Linked DNA regions of Triticum aestivum: all the other regions are linked to region 3. Evidence: chromatin contacts called from public Hi-C data. All regions are on one chromosome and are shown on one strand. Each heading gives the region's core, a stretch centred on a gene start, on an enhancer-like site or on the middle of the called end of the contact. The rest is flanking DNA. Distances are from core to core; before and after follow the strand shown. Region 1 holds the start of LOC123093607 (sorcin). Region 2 has its middle 89 kb from the start of LOC123089410. Region 3 holds the start of CAT1 (catalase-1-like).

Region 1 (4,519 bases), core at 1,693-4,192, 290 kb before region 3:
GCCTCCGCACCTGCAAATTGAAAAGGGAGCGGAGAGTTTAAACAACGCCAACCCAAAAATAATAATGGTTCAAGTCATCGTTTCAAGTAAGTGATCACATCATGGAGGAACCAATGGTCTGTCAACTCTCCCTGGAGTTCATGCAGAATAGGGGGAGCAAAAAAGTGGGAGAATAATAATCCAAACATGGTACACTTCCTGGGCTTCCAGATGCAGAATCACAAAGCATACAGTCATGCATAAGCATGCTCTCATTTTCGTTGTGTGTGTGTGTGTGTGTGTGTACAGCCCTGGATGGTATTAAAATCACACAATATCTGATGAACACTACGAATATAAACCAAATGATGACTTGGAATTTGGGACTTCCAAATGTATGTGCCACCAGAACATTCTCCGGCATGTGGTTCCGGTGATGGGTGGCATTTCTTTTTTGGTCTTCCATGTACAGGTTTCAGGTAATACAGCTATATCCTGCAGTTTGCCGCTGTAGAATTATGCGGACAGATGCAAGTTAGTGAACAAGGGTGGTAAAACGTTTCATCCGTCTTCGAGGAATGTATAAGGTTGTCTAGACTCTGACGAGCATGAGATATAAGCAGTTGCGTAGATACAGGAGGGGCGGAAACTCACTGCAGTAGACGAACTGGTTGAAATCCAAAGTCACTTTCCCTTGCTTGGTTGTGTCAAATGAGCTGAACAAGTTACTGGAAACCGACAAAATGTTTCATCAGTAATTCGGAGTAAAATTTAGCACATGGTACTTTGAGAGAGATAAATCACGGAACACATTTCTGCAAAATGTTCCTTGTTATTCAAATGTAAATCAAGTAACCACAGACCAGTCTACAATTAGGTTTTAGTTGCAAAGCAGAAGATGTCCAACAGCTGTGTACTGTGAAACATTGAAATGCACGTCGGAACCATGCTGTGCATACCGAGCTGACTGCACAAAGATGCAGATCGATATGAACTCATCCAAACGAACCATCCCTTTCTTGCTCTTGTCGAAGCTCTGAGAATGGACAAGTATGAAATTAGCGAAACAAAATGAAGTAAAGAATAAGAAGCACAAATGCAGCTACAGGTACTTACTTCGTTACTAGTACTAGCCAAGGGCTCTAGGCTGCGTAAGTAGGAAATGGATATGGTCGGATGAATGAAGAAAAGAATGCTAAAGGAACATTTTCTCAAGTTCTGTCATACTGCAAATTCCTTTTTTTTATGGGGATATACTGCATATTCTTCATTTTATATTCGTTGTTGACTTCAGTTTCCACCTGCACTTTCTCAGTTGCATGACCCATTTCAAGCTCAAATAGGAAAACCCATGGTCAAATAACTCATCTTAGTACTTCACCGACCAACACTAGTTTTCTTAACAGCAACGGTGGGCGATTGACGAACACTAGTTTTACACCTAGATGCTCCAATTTGCAAGAAAGACAGCTTAGGATAAATAAATTCCTCATCTTAAGTTTGAAATTTGGACAGGTTCACCCTTCAAATGCAGTATCACTGCAATAGTTCCTCACAAGCTCATGATGCCTTTTAGCAGAGCCTGTGAACTCTCTAAAGCTAGACATGAATAATCCTAGGATCAACCATGCAGTAGCAATGAAAGTGAAGTACCTCACAGACAGTGTAAAAGGCAGGTGAATCCAAAGAGAAACCGAGTTTGATTAACGCCTGCATAGAACATGGAGGGAATTAAAACAAAATCATGTAATGTTGCTCATATGGGACACAGTTGACAGTACATATCAAAACTAGAGAAATTAACATATCACCTCATACACATCCTCAAGGCTGAGAAATCCACGGCCCCTGGAATTAAGGAGAGGATAAGAAAAGTAGACAAGAATGATTTCTCAAAACACACGCACAAACACACTGAACACCTAAACTCAAGAAAAATACAAACTGTAACAAAGTTTAGAGTGGCACTTGAACAATTTAGGAATGTCGCACATGGCTGAAAACTCATGAAACAGGATACCTTTCTAGGGAGGAGAAAACAGTCTGCACCTGCAAATTGAAAAGGAGTAGGGCATATAAACAATCAAGTCAAACAGGAAGCATGGAATTATTAAGAATGCATTACAATGAAGCTCACTCCTCCGAAATGTAGTGTAGCGCACCATACCATATAGTGTAACTTCAGTACAGAGTACCGGGCCAATTTACTTAACAATCCAGTTTTTTACAAACTTCAAATACCACGGCCACAAGACTATCGGTTTTTTTAAAAGGAAAGACAAATGACAGATCGAAACAGAGACCCCACATACCTTCTGAAGGAACTTGTTAAGAGCCAAGAACTCTGCAAAATACAAAGGGATACAGCAAGCGAGGTCAAAATCAAATCATCTTTCCAAGTGATCACGGCATCGGCATGGAGTCAATGGTCAACTTTCATGCAGAATAGGAGCGGCTAACCTTCGAAGCTCATGGTGCCGTTCCGATCAAAGTCGTACATCCTGCACATACAGTACAGATATCATCATTGACCCTTCCAATCCCCAAATGAGCTCGAGTCATCAGATAAATTAGGCAGAGCGCGCAAGGCGAAAGCCCCGGCGGCCAGAGGAGGAGAACCACCTGATCATCTGCTGCACGACGGAGAGGGGGAAGTCGAGGTTGCCCACGGCCAGCGCGCTCTGGCGGGAGGAGAGCGGATTCGCGCGTTAGTGGTCGAATTCTGGTCGCAGGCGCTTACGAGCAGGGGGCGTGAGGGGATAGGGAGAACCTGGAGCTGAGGAGCCGTGATGTTGCCGGTGCCGGCGGCGTCGACGCGGTCGAACCACTCCCGGAGCACCACCGCGTTCTCCATCTCCGCCTCTCCCGCGGCGGAGACTACCAGAGCGTTTCCAGGGGTTGGGGAGGGAGCTGGCAGGTTTACGTCTTCGAGAACTTCCGCCTTCGAGGCTAGAATACGGAATCCGCATACACGTATATGTATTTTCGCAGCCTCCGGGGAGGGCCATAATAAATTTTGTCCTAGTTTATTTTTTGTCAAAAATTGCTACGTTTGTCAACCTCGCTTCAACTAAAGTTGTCATAAAAAAAACGTTTGGTGTGACATGCTTAAAATCCAAACGTTCGAAATTTATCATTCCGTAAATTTATGGACCCTCTTGGCCAGCGAACGTTCGCTGGGAGGAGTTGGCATTTGTGAACATCTTGATGGTAGTTTTAGTTGTATGAGGGGTGGCAGTTTCTTCCGAACAGCATGACAGTTTTTCTAGAGAAGGGCATTTTCTTTCTAGGACTGACACAGTTTGATCTCGCTTTTCAACTAAAACTGTAGAAAAAGATGTTCGCTTGCCACCCCTTTCCCAGCTGACGTTCACCAGATAATATTACCAAATTTATTGAAACGGAATTTGCACGTCCAAAACTATCGCAGGAACTAAATTGTTGAAGTGCCATCCTAAGCTTTCTTATCTAAACAGTTTAGGTACTTGATATTTTCGGTTTTCTTGTCTTCTCTTTTTTCCTCCTATTTATTACCTGCACCTCTTCAACATTTACCCTTTATCTGTTTATTAAAATCCATGCAAATAGTCGAAACGTATCTTAGGCAAAAGTAACCAATGGAATTCCCCGCAATTGAAGATGTTTTGGACACTTCAAATTGGACAAACACACTAAAAAGCGTCTATATAAATCTGATTCAGAAAATAGTTAGAACATCTTATGATTCGAAACGGAGGGAGTAGCATTTTACTTCGCTGAGAAGCATAATTTGCCCTAAGAACACAACAATCATCACAATTGAAGCAGTAGATTGCCTCTCCTTTCATTTTTTGCATGAACATAGAAGCAATTGATAAAAACGGAGAGCTCCATTTTCCCTAAGCCCAGCTCACTTTCTTATTGATTTTTTGCAAATGCAACCACATGCTGACAGCACTCTAACTCTAGCTCACGTCACTTACATGCCTAGTAAACGGAAGAAATTGAACAAGATAAACCTTACATGTATCTTGTCTACAGCCTACGCTTGATCTTCTGCACAACCAGGAGGGCATCCTCCCAAGGTAAGTTCAGTGACCGACATAATCTTAGCATTGTGTTCGTATTGGCCATCCTGAACTTCACGCCATCAAATCTGAGGGCTTCAATGTGCTTACCAACATTGATTAAAACAGATGGGGTGTTGCTACTTCAGTCCGATTCACCACTATGAAATAACGTGGACAGTAGACAATGGTTTGCATCAGTAACATCCGCCGCTGGCCTTGGCAAAGCAGCAGCATCATCGGTGGATGCACACGGTGACTCAGCACTCATGGTGTCCATGATCACTTTTCCGAGAACAAATCGGACCTCGGCAGTAACTCCGTCTTCCAGCAACTTATAGTCAATCCCATGCATCCCTCTTCTCTCGTCATATGAAGTTAGGTCAGAATCAAGGCCGTTAAATATCCCCAACACTCTGCCCTTCTCCCTGACTGATACAAAAACCTGGGAACAGACCCACGAGAAATCTTAGTATGCATGATGATTATCGACT
Region 2 (5,100 bases), core at 650-3,149, 340 kb after region 3:
GAGGATCTGCCTGCTCTGTCACGCGCGGGGGGCTCTGGAGCCGAGGCGGCGGCCTCGGGTGGTGGCGCGACGCCGTTCTCAGCCAGCGGCGGCCGCGGGTGCTGGCCGGCTGCCTTGGCCGCTCGGGCGGCAAGGTGGCGGCGGGTGGAGGCTACTGGACACCGGGCTGCGGGGGCCCCCGTCCGGATCTGACGCCTTCGCCTCCAACGCTCAGATCCCCTCTCAGATCCGGTCTTCGGTCGTCCCTGGCTGATGGCGCCGTGTTTGAAGCTGGGGCTGGGGGCGGTGGAGTGCCCGGAGAAACCCAGGCCGACTCAGCCGGCCATGACGGCGGCGACGCCCGCGGGCGCCGTCCCCTACATGTAGGCGCCGTTTTTGTACTTCCCTCCCCCTTTTGCCTTTCTCCCCTGCTCGTTTCCGGGCGAAAGCCAAAATCCATCAGGATTGGGCGGCAGCGACGCCCGTGGCGCCGTCTCCTTCATGAAGGTGCCGCCTTGGGTGTGTTTTGGGGCGATGGCGAGTCTGCTCCATTGGTAGGCGTTCGGCGGCTACGTGGTTGGAGGCTGTTTAGCTTCCTCCATTGCAGCTTTGTCATCAACAGTCTCGCGCCGTGCATTTGCTTCTCCTCGTGTGCAGTTCCTCTCAGTGCCAAGGTTCTCCTTGTTGAGCCCGGCGCTGCATGTTGGCGGCGCTCTGGTTTGGTCTTCCCGGTGGCTTCGGTGGCGGTTAATCACCCTAGCTCTAGGGAGAGTGTTTCCATATTCCGACGGATCGGCGCCTCGAGCCAGGCGAGGGGGCAGGGAGCCCCTTTCGGAGATGGAGAAGGGTGTATCCGTTTTGGCCGCAGCCCATGGAGCTGACAACGTGTTTCTTCCAATCTGCAAGTTGTGTCTTCTCAAGGCCTCCCTGGTGTCACTGAGCGATGGATTGCGATCGATGGAGGGCTTCACTCTCTTCAAGCTGCTCCTGGGCTTTAGTTTTTCTTCATCTTTGCTTGTAGGTTGCGTGAAGCTAGCTAGCTGTTGCAGAGCACCTTGTATCTCTTAGCTGTTTTTTCTTTTTCTGCTCCTGTAAGTGGGTTGTTGCTGTAATTCTGGCCGGTTGATGGCTTTGTTAATTCAAAGCCGGGCTCGTCGTGAGCCTTCGTTCTAAAAAAACAACACATGTAGCTATGCTTTTGGCATGAATATTTGTCATAACAATGCTAATGATATTATGTTCACCTATGTCATCTTATTATCACATTCAATAGTTGAGCTGCAACTGCGCTCGAGTTGATATTTTTACTGGTAGCTAGCCATATACGAGGGGGTGGACTAGTTGCAAATCTCGCCTACCTAAAATGAAATGTAAGGCTTAAAGTAAGCCCCCTCCCCTTCACCGTGTCCTTCCTCCGACTTAAAGTAAGCCCCCTCCCCTTCATTCTCTTCGTTTTGATTTTCCTCTCCCACCTCTTGTGTTTTCACCATTTTGCTTGAAAACTGCTTTAACTGTCTCGTCTCTTATTGACTTGCCAAATAAAATTTTATTTTATTTCATAGGCAATTATGTTAAGATCCTCAAATTCATTTAGATATGTAAATCACCGCCATGTTGTGATAAATGCACAATCACACTAATATGAACAAGTAAATCACGGGTTAATGTACTAGAATATTAAATCTCGTTGCAATGCATAGAAAATTATATACTCCGTAATGACTAAAACGTGCTAGCCTCGTACTGGTGTTCCGGTGGTCAAAATGATCATGTCTACTGTTGTATGTGTCCCTTTATACCGACTGTTGCACATATTGTCAAAATGATCTACCGATACCGACTGTTGTATGTGTCCCATGGATGTCGGCACACGCGAGGTACTGTGCCCCTGTGGACCTGATTATTGCGCACGCAAGATGGGCAAGTGGAGGCAGATGGGTTTGTCCGTGGCCACGTGGGGGGAGGACCGGAGGAGTGTGACTGTGACACCTGGCTGGACGGAGAGAGGTGGACCCCAAGAGTTGATTGCCGTACATTTGTTGACGTTGGTGGTTACTTATAGGAGTATCTAGCTAGCTACACATTTTGATGTGATTTTAGTTAGATCGATGGACCTCCAATGATTTATCAAGGTTTCTATTTTCAGAAACTTGCACGAGGCCAGGTTTGTACGGTCGCGGTTTTCCAATGGTGGCCATCATACTCTTTCGTCTTAGAGCATCTCCAACGGCCGACGCAAACGGACGCGAATTTGGTCCGTTTTTTGTCCGTCTGAATCGGTTGTAGGCGTGGCATCCGCCCTTGTTTGCGCAAATCTCGCCAGTGCGCCTAACAGGCTGACCTATTTGCTCCATGTAGCCAGAGTTTTTCCAACAAATATATTTTGCATCACCATACATAGCTATTTAGATTGGACAAATAAAGCTAAGATTCATGTCGGCCTGCATACAAATAATCTGCAACACCGGCCATGGTTTAGAATTCATGCCGGCACACAAAAGAATTGTGTCTCGTCCATAGTTCATGCATTGGACAAACATAAGATGATCACGCTAGCTCGAGCATCTCCTTTTGCTTTCTCTCGAACCAAGCTCTTTCTTTAAGACTCTTGTTCAAGTTCACCGTCATGATCTCCACTTCCTTCAAGATTAGCGCGAGCTTCATCTCGTTGTTCTTGTCCGAGCATTGGTCTCATCGATCTAGAGCTTCTTTTTTTTGTATGTGAAAGAAGGTCATTGCCTCCTCCTTCTCTTGGCACTTCCTCTCTTTCCTCTATTCCTTCTTCTCTAGATAAGGTCGCAACTCTGTCAGAGGTGCCAATGCCGAAGGAGATAAGCCTGGGTCATAGGGCGGCCAGCTATCATCGGCGAGGCAGAACAAATCATAGGCTGGGGAGGCAGGAGAAGAGAAGGACCAGGCATCATCATGGAAGGAGGAAGGTATGTCGACATTACTCTGGGTGGTAGTGGAGATTAATGAACGGAGGAAGAAGGGCGAGGGGCGTACGGAGAATACCGGTGAAAAGAAAAGCGTTGTGAGGCCATGTGAAGTGTTCGAGCACTTTACCTAGACCCCGACCACCACTGCTCGCACCCCAACCACCTTCATTATAACACAAAAGCACTTGGACTCCTCCAATTCATATCAATACCTATAGAAGTAGGGATTTAGGCTCATATGATGGCCTAAACCTACATAAAAATCCCTTTGCCCGTGCATGATCTTTGGGTTGTGATTTGACAAAGTGTTTTAGCCCATGGCCGAACTCACAAATACGGGGTATCCTTGAACCTTGGTGTCCTGAGTACACACTCTGACAACGCCCGCTGCCCTGCTAGACATCCTGGAGAAGAACACATGTGTCACACTATCGCAGGTGAGCATTAAGTTAGCCACCCCTCCTCACGATCAATGGCTCACCTTCATTGATGGCACGACTTGCACACGTGTCCCAGAGTCACCAATGCGAGTGCGTGCAACGCCCGGCTCGCCAGAATACAAGACCATGGTTAGCTTCAAAGGGCTGACCGACGAGGCGCGAGAGCCGAAGGCGTCAACGGTGTCCTAACCAAACTAGGCAGTGAGCTCATCGAGATTGTGTTGAGAGGAAAAAAGCACGATCTGGTCATTGACATGTTGTTCCACAATCCGTGTAAGGTTCCCAAGGTTCTGGAGCTGGATGCCACCAAGCCCAAGATGTAGACGTGGAGCAAACCATCTTGCAACAATGACAAATGCGAGTCACCACCCCCTCCAACAACACTGATGTCTAGGCATACCCTGAAGCACACTATCATCATCAATCTAACAACTTTGGTTGACCATGGTGAGCTGATGACCAAAGATTTGTCGGATGCATACCTCCCTACTGAAGGTAAATGCCTCGTTCGTGAGCACGAGTTCGTGTGTTGGCGTGGGAGGGTTGACGGCACGGACCTGGAGATGTCGTAGCTCTAGGTAGTGAAGAAGTGTTTTTTGTGCTATGTTATTTATGTGTAGTTTAAGTTCAATTAAAAGGCGAGTTCTAAACTATTTTAAATTCAGTTTTAGTCTGATGTAATGTTTTGAGAACTAGGATATGGTCCTTCTAAATGGTCTTTGTAGTGAATTGTTATGTCAGTGTATGTTTTGCAGTTTGAACTTAAGTGTTCACAGATTGTAGTTTGGAGAACTGATTTAAGTGTGTGCTCTGATTGGGATAACTGATTTGAGTTTGTGCAACTTGAGTGTCCGCTTTCAAGTGTTAGCTGAAGAAATGGTCAGTAAGAAGTAGTGTGTGCTTTCAAATGTTAACTAAAGAAGTGTATGAAGTTAACTGAAGAAATGGTTAGTAAGATGCAATTCTATCAAGATAAATGTAAGATGACCTAACAACATTAGAATCTCTAAATACCCTACTGCATCTATCATACAACAACCATGAGAGGTGTCAAGTTTTTTTACATACATCAACAACAACAAAGTTGTACAACATGATCATCAACATAAATTGATCATGCACTTGCTATGATCACTATATTGTCATGACCATACAAGAGATCAATTATTCACAAATTACATCACTGTCTAAATGACCAGCATGCTTGACTATGTTGCTTCCTGGATCAAGTATCTGAACAATATCTAACATGATTGAGTTTCTGGGTTTTTAGAACCCTCTGGTGATCACTAAAATATCTCCTTGGTTGCTCGTCATGTTGCATGCATGAGGGTATCAGAGTGATTCTATAGAATTTCTCTGCCTCAGCTTCTCTTTTCTTCCTTATCCAGCTTCTCTATTCTGCCCTATGTTATCTTCTTTGTTCTGCTTTGTTCTTCATTTTCATAGTTTCTCTCTTTTGCTCTGCCTCATCTTCTATGTTCTTAATTTTCATAGCTTGTTGCATACTCAATTGTCCAGCTTGCATGTCCTCCTTCCATGCATGTTGTCTATTTTGCTCCTCCATTTGAACACACTGGTTGAATCCTCGGTGCCTATCTTGCTCATTGTGTTCAAATTCGAAAACTTCAAATTCACCCCCATCTTCTTTTGCTCCTCTGTCTGTTCTGTTCTTATCTTTTTAGTGATATTTTCTCATCTGCTCTTATCTTCTCCAAATATTGTTCAACTATGAATTTGTA
Region 3 (5,027 bases), core at 1,285-3,784:
GCTGAACCATTTTGCTGGTGCGCATGGGGGCATGCAACATGATGAGAAATACCAAGTTGCTGAAAGAATGAATTCAGTTTCCTGTATTCACCTCCCCAGTCGGTTTGCATGGCGATGATCTTAGTGTCTAGTTTTCTTTCAACAAGATTTTTAAAGTTTGTGAAAACTTGAAACACTTCAGACCGTTTCTTAAGAAGATAGATCCATGTAAACTTGCTATAATCATCAATAAAGCTTACATAATATGAGTATCTACCGACTGAAGTAGGAGCTGGCCCCCAAACATCTGAGAAAACTAGTTGCAAGGGTGCAGTAGATATGCTAGTAGATACAGGGTATGGAAGTTGATGGCTTTTAGCCTGTTGACATGGATCACAAATCGACTCACTTATCTCATGAGAAACAGGAAGTTTATTCTTGCTAAGAACAAATTTAACAATGACTGATGAAGGGCGACCTAATCTACTATGCCACTTGGATGATGAAGGCTTGATAGCGACAAAGGCTCGTTTATTCGATGATGATGACGAATATATAAGTGGGTAGAGACCTCCCACGCATTTGCCCCTAAGAAGGATTCTCCTCGTGTCCAAGTCCTTTACCAAAAAGAAATAAGGGTAAAATTCAATAAGGACACGATTATCTAAGGTAAATCGATGAACGGAAAGAAGATTTTGTGAGGCTTCAGGGACATGAAGAACTTTGTTTAGATGCAAGGTTTTTTTAGGGGTTTTAACGATTGAATGACCAATATGAGCAACTTTCATACCAGAACCGCTTGCGGTGTGTACTTGATCATGTCCATGGTACTTCTCCTTAAACGTCAACTTGTCCAGCTCGCCGGTGATGTGATGTGAAGCACCGGTATCTGCATACCAGTTCGCGTCGACGCCATAGGAGTTGGTGACCATGTTTGCACTCTTCTCCTCGGGTTCATCTTCATCATACCTATGCCAACAATCACGAGCACCTCCTGGATGATGTTTGTAGCAGATTTGACATTCTGGATAATCATGTTCTTGCTGCTGTCGTTGTTGTTGTGGGCGACCGCGACCACCTCTGCCGCCGCCGTGGCCACCAGATGGAGTCGGGGAAGGACGCCTGCCACGGCCGCGTCCTCTGCTGCTGCTGTGCCCGCGGCCCCTGCTGTAGCCGCGTCCGCGCCCCCTGTACGCCAAATTTGCAGAGGTTTTGAAACCCCCGTCAGGCCCATCGCCAAGCATCTCGACTCGCTGATCGAACGCCGCGATCTGAGCAAACAAGTCATCAACTGTGATCTGGTTCTTGATTGCGCCAATAGCTGCTGCCACAACAGGATCATAATCTCTGTCAAGGCCGGCGAGAACATAATCCACCATCTCTGGATCCGAGACGGGACGTCCTGCCGCTGCGAGTTCGTCCCCCAGGTTCTTCATCCTGGAGATGTAGGCGCTGCTGGACATGGAGCCCTTCTTTGTGTTGGTGATGGCAATCCGCAGATTGGTGATGCGGGATTGGGACTGCGAGGAGAACAAGGTGGTGATGGCAGTCCAGAGATCAAAGGTTGTCTCCTTGCTCGCAACCTGGGCGAGGATCTCCATTGACAAGGAGTTCAGAAGATGACTCAGAACCTGTTGATCCTTTGATATCCACTGTGCATACAGCGGTTTGGGCTCCGTGGTGACGGTTTTGTCCGTCTGCTCTCGCTGCACCGTCTTCGGTGGCGCGACGTCTGACCCGTCGAGGAGGCCGGTGACCTGCGCTCCTCGCAGGCCCGGCATGACCTGTGCCTTCCACATGATGTAGTTGGTTTTGGTAAGTTTCTCGGATGGTAGGGCTCCAAGGTTGAGGATGACGGTGGATGAGGACGACATGGCGATGGCGAGGGTGAACGAGGAAGAAAGCTTCTGGCTAGATCGATGGAAAGAGGATGGCTCTGTATACCATGTTAGATGGAAGCGTTCCTACTCCTCGATGAGGAGCCGCGTTGGTTTATATTGATTAGGGACAGGAATCGCCCCTGTCGTGGCTTACAAGGCAGGACCGATCGTTTCATGATTCGGTCGTTATAACAAGGGGAGATAGATACGAGAGGGAGAGGGAGAGATAGAGTTTGTTGAGATTACAATACAGTAGATTCTATCTCTATTTCTAACAACGCGCAAGTCGTGATGCCAAGGAATTGAACACCAGTCGGTAGGTACAGGGCCCAACGACGTGTAGCATCGCGGTTCACTACACATTTGAGGTGAAAGGTAAATTCTTAATCATCTTTAGATCAAGAGAAGAGGTGTGGTGGCTCCTAGTAGCGGGAAACGAACAAACAAACTCTCCCTTGGCTTAGCTCTAGTGCCTCCGGGGCAAGACGGTGATGGTGCCGCACCTGCACGCGATAGATAGGCAGAGGCGTCTCTTCCGCCGTGCCACGGTCGCCTCGCGTGCGGGCCATGTGAACGGCATCTGCCAAATTCGCATCCCCCGCCCCGTTCACACCCAGTTCCATTTCCCGCCCGCGTTTATCCGATGGTCACGCCGGAAACTGCCCGTTTTATTCTGGCCGGGGAGCGCCCGCCGGGGCGCGTGTGGATGAGGCGCGCGCGGCCCGTATCCGCCCACCCGACCCCCGGAGCAGGCAGAAGCACACGTACGCCCACGAACGATCGAAGGCCCAGAAGCGTCGATCCGGCACGGGGACAAATCTCTACGGTCCTCTCGTTCCCGCTATAAAACTATCGGCGCCGCGGGGCGAGGCTCGCCTAGTCGTCATTCCGCGAGCGCACCGCCGGCCGTCCGCCCGCCGACCGTTCCTCCGTTCGCCATGGACCCCTACAAGGTGCGTGCTCTGCTCTCTCCGCTGCTCAGCTGTTAACTCGCGCCTCGTGCTGGTTCATGGCTTTGGTTTTGATGGGAGTTTCGTGTCGCTTGTGTGGCGCAGTACCGGCCGTCGAGCTCCTTCAACGCCCCGATGTGGAGCACCAACTCCGGCGCGCCCGTCTGGAACAACGACAACTCCCTCACCGTCGGATCCCGAGGTACTCACACCTGTGCTCACCATGCTTTTCCTACGACCCATGGCCACACTACTGTAGCAAGCAAAGTACGCACGTACGTCCAGAATTAATACTGGCGGAAAATGAAACTTGGTACTTGGTACTATAGTACTACTTGCTTAATTTTTGGCCGCTCCTCCAGTGAATTTGAGCTTGCATCCTAGTACGTGAATAGTCTCTTCCTGTTTTTTTTTTTCTGCTTTGAAATTAAGGGGGTTCCCCCAGCCACAACTTTTGTCAAGCGAGGCCAAAATCAGCCACATCAACACCGTTTCACAGCGCCCAGCCACAAACCTGGCCTGGGCCAAAGAACTAAGCTAGGCCTAAGATTACCAAGACTGACTGACTTACTTACTTCATGTTTGTGAATGACTGCCGTAATACCTATCACACTGAAACCGAATTCCTGTATGTAATTATTAGTACTACAACACAACCATCCCCTGCATGATCTGCCCATGTAAAGTAGGTTGTTCTTTGTAAACTCTGAAACAAACATTGTACCATGCTTCAGCACCGATCTAGTATTTGTTAAAAATCTGATCATAAATCTACAAAGAGAGTTTTCTCCTGACACGCAGTTTGGCAGACTAGAGTTGTAACCCATCCAACAAAAAAAATGGTTTATGCAAGTTCAGACGAAGCCAATTTCAAGTGATTTGGGCTTTTTTCCTGCAAAAATTATTTTTACCCCGAGCTCTGCATCTGGACGATGCATGCAGCCATATTATTAATTATTCACAAAAACCATACAAGGTGATACATCAATAAGCCTGAAACCACTATCTTGATAACGTTGTTGCTACTCCTATCCCTTGATGAATGTGTCCGTGCCTAATACCAAACACACATCGCACCAAAGCCTAACATCTAAAGCCGGGTGTCCCATCTAAGCCACTACCTGAATTGGGTCCCACATCGGCCCGACACACTCCCAGTGAGCATGGCAATGCTGCAAGGGCCGTCACCTCCATCTTCCATCGGTCAATCCTCAGGGCAGAACTGATGCACCGACCTTGCCAGGCCTCTCTGCCATCAACGCCACCATGACGCCAGACAGCTTCCTCCGCCTGCGCGAGTCCATCTCCGCGCATCAGACGCCGAGTCTCCACTGTGCCATGCTGCCGAGACCCACCGTCAACGATACGGTTGATGCCACTCCGCTCCACCTACGTGCCATCTCGTGTCGACTCTGAACTACCAGCAACTCCACCACCCTGAGCAGTCCCCGGCCGACGCCTTCAGGAAGGAAGACGACACAAAAATGCCATCGTCGCCCATACAGAGGAACAGAGGTTTTTGCCTGCAAAAATTAAATAAACGAAATGATTTGTGTTCTTCAGTACAACCGGGGGTGCATGAGTCATTCATGGTGAAAGAAAGAGATTAAGATCAATTGAAAGTCACGTACCACTACCATGCATATCAATAATCAACCGGTTGTTTAATTCTGTAACTACGTATTCAGGGCCATCCTGCTGCCTGCTGGAGATTGAAAAAATATTCAGAACTAACGTGCCGTGCGTATCAATCGAGTGTCTAACGCTGACGACTTCTGCCTATAACTGTGTGTCGAACTGTGAATGAATCCAGGTCCGATCCTGCTGGAGGACTACCACCTGGTGGAGAAGATCGCCGACTTCGACCGTGAGCGCATCCCGGAGCGGGTGGTACACGCCCGGGGCGCCAGCGCCAAGGGCTTCTTCGAGGTCACCCACGACGTCTCCCACCTGACCTGCGCCGACTTCCTCCGCGCGCCGGGGGTGCAGACCCCCGTCATAGTGCGCTTCTCCACCGTGATCCACGAGCGCGGCTCCCCCGAGACGCTCCGCGACCCGCGCGGCTTCGCCATCAAGTTCTACACCCGGGAGGGCAACTGGGACCTGGTGGGCAACAACTTCCCCGTCTTCTTCATCCGCGACGGCATGAAGTTCCCGGACATGGTGCACGCGCTCAAGCCCAACCCCAAGACCCACATCCAGGAGAACTGGCGGATCC

The links. A called contact is a pair of places that touch in the nucleus more often than the background predicts.
Region 1: a Hi-C map of leaf shows a contact between it and region 3, with 3 times the contacts expected there. The contact joins the promoter of LOC123093607 here to the promoter of CAT1 in region 3. A contact is called at or near these places in 2 of 5 Hi-C or Micro-C datasets (both in leaf).
Region 2: a Hi-C map of leaf shows a contact between it and region 3, with 4 times the contacts expected there. The contact joins the enhancer-like site here to the promoter of CAT1 in region 3. A contact is called at or near these places in 2 of 5 Hi-C or Micro-C datasets (both in leaf).

Annotation. Positions count from the first base shown.
Region 1 is chr4B:616,146,827-616,151,345 of IWGSC CS RefSeq v2.1, reverse strand. LOC123093607 (sorcin) reads right to left here and starts at 2,942. Exons shown (of 10, transcript XM_044515600.1): 1 at 2,750-2,942; 2 at 2,602-2,660; 3 at 2,440-2,480; 4 at 2,292-2,323; 5 at 2,000-2,028; 6 at 1,791-1,827; 7 at 1,633-1,689; 8 at 939-1,015; 9 at 634-707; 10 at 1-10. The coding sequence starts at 2,833. LOC123093606 (poly(A) polymerase I) reads right to left here. Exons shown (of 14, transcript XM_044515598.1): 14 at 3,772-4,470. The coding sequence ends at 4,171.
Region 2 is chr4B:615,508,975-615,514,074 of IWGSC CS RefSeq v2.1, reverse strand. No RefSeq gene overlaps it. Among protein-coding and RNA genes, the nearest start is that of LOC123089410, 89 kb to the left of the region's middle. Within about 2 kb of position 1,899, at least 5 of the 8 cell types and tissues checked have an H3K27ac peak or open chromatin away from gene starts, as enhancers often do. A contact at or near this core is called in leaf, where this site is marked.
Region 3 is chr4B:615,852,018-615,857,044 of IWGSC CS RefSeq v2.1, reverse strand. It overlaps CAT1 (catalase-1-like), which reads left to right and starts at 2,534. Exons shown (of 6, transcript NM_001405704.1): 1 at 2,534-2,812; 2 at 2,915-3,011; 3 at 4,623-5,027. The coding sequence starts at 2,798.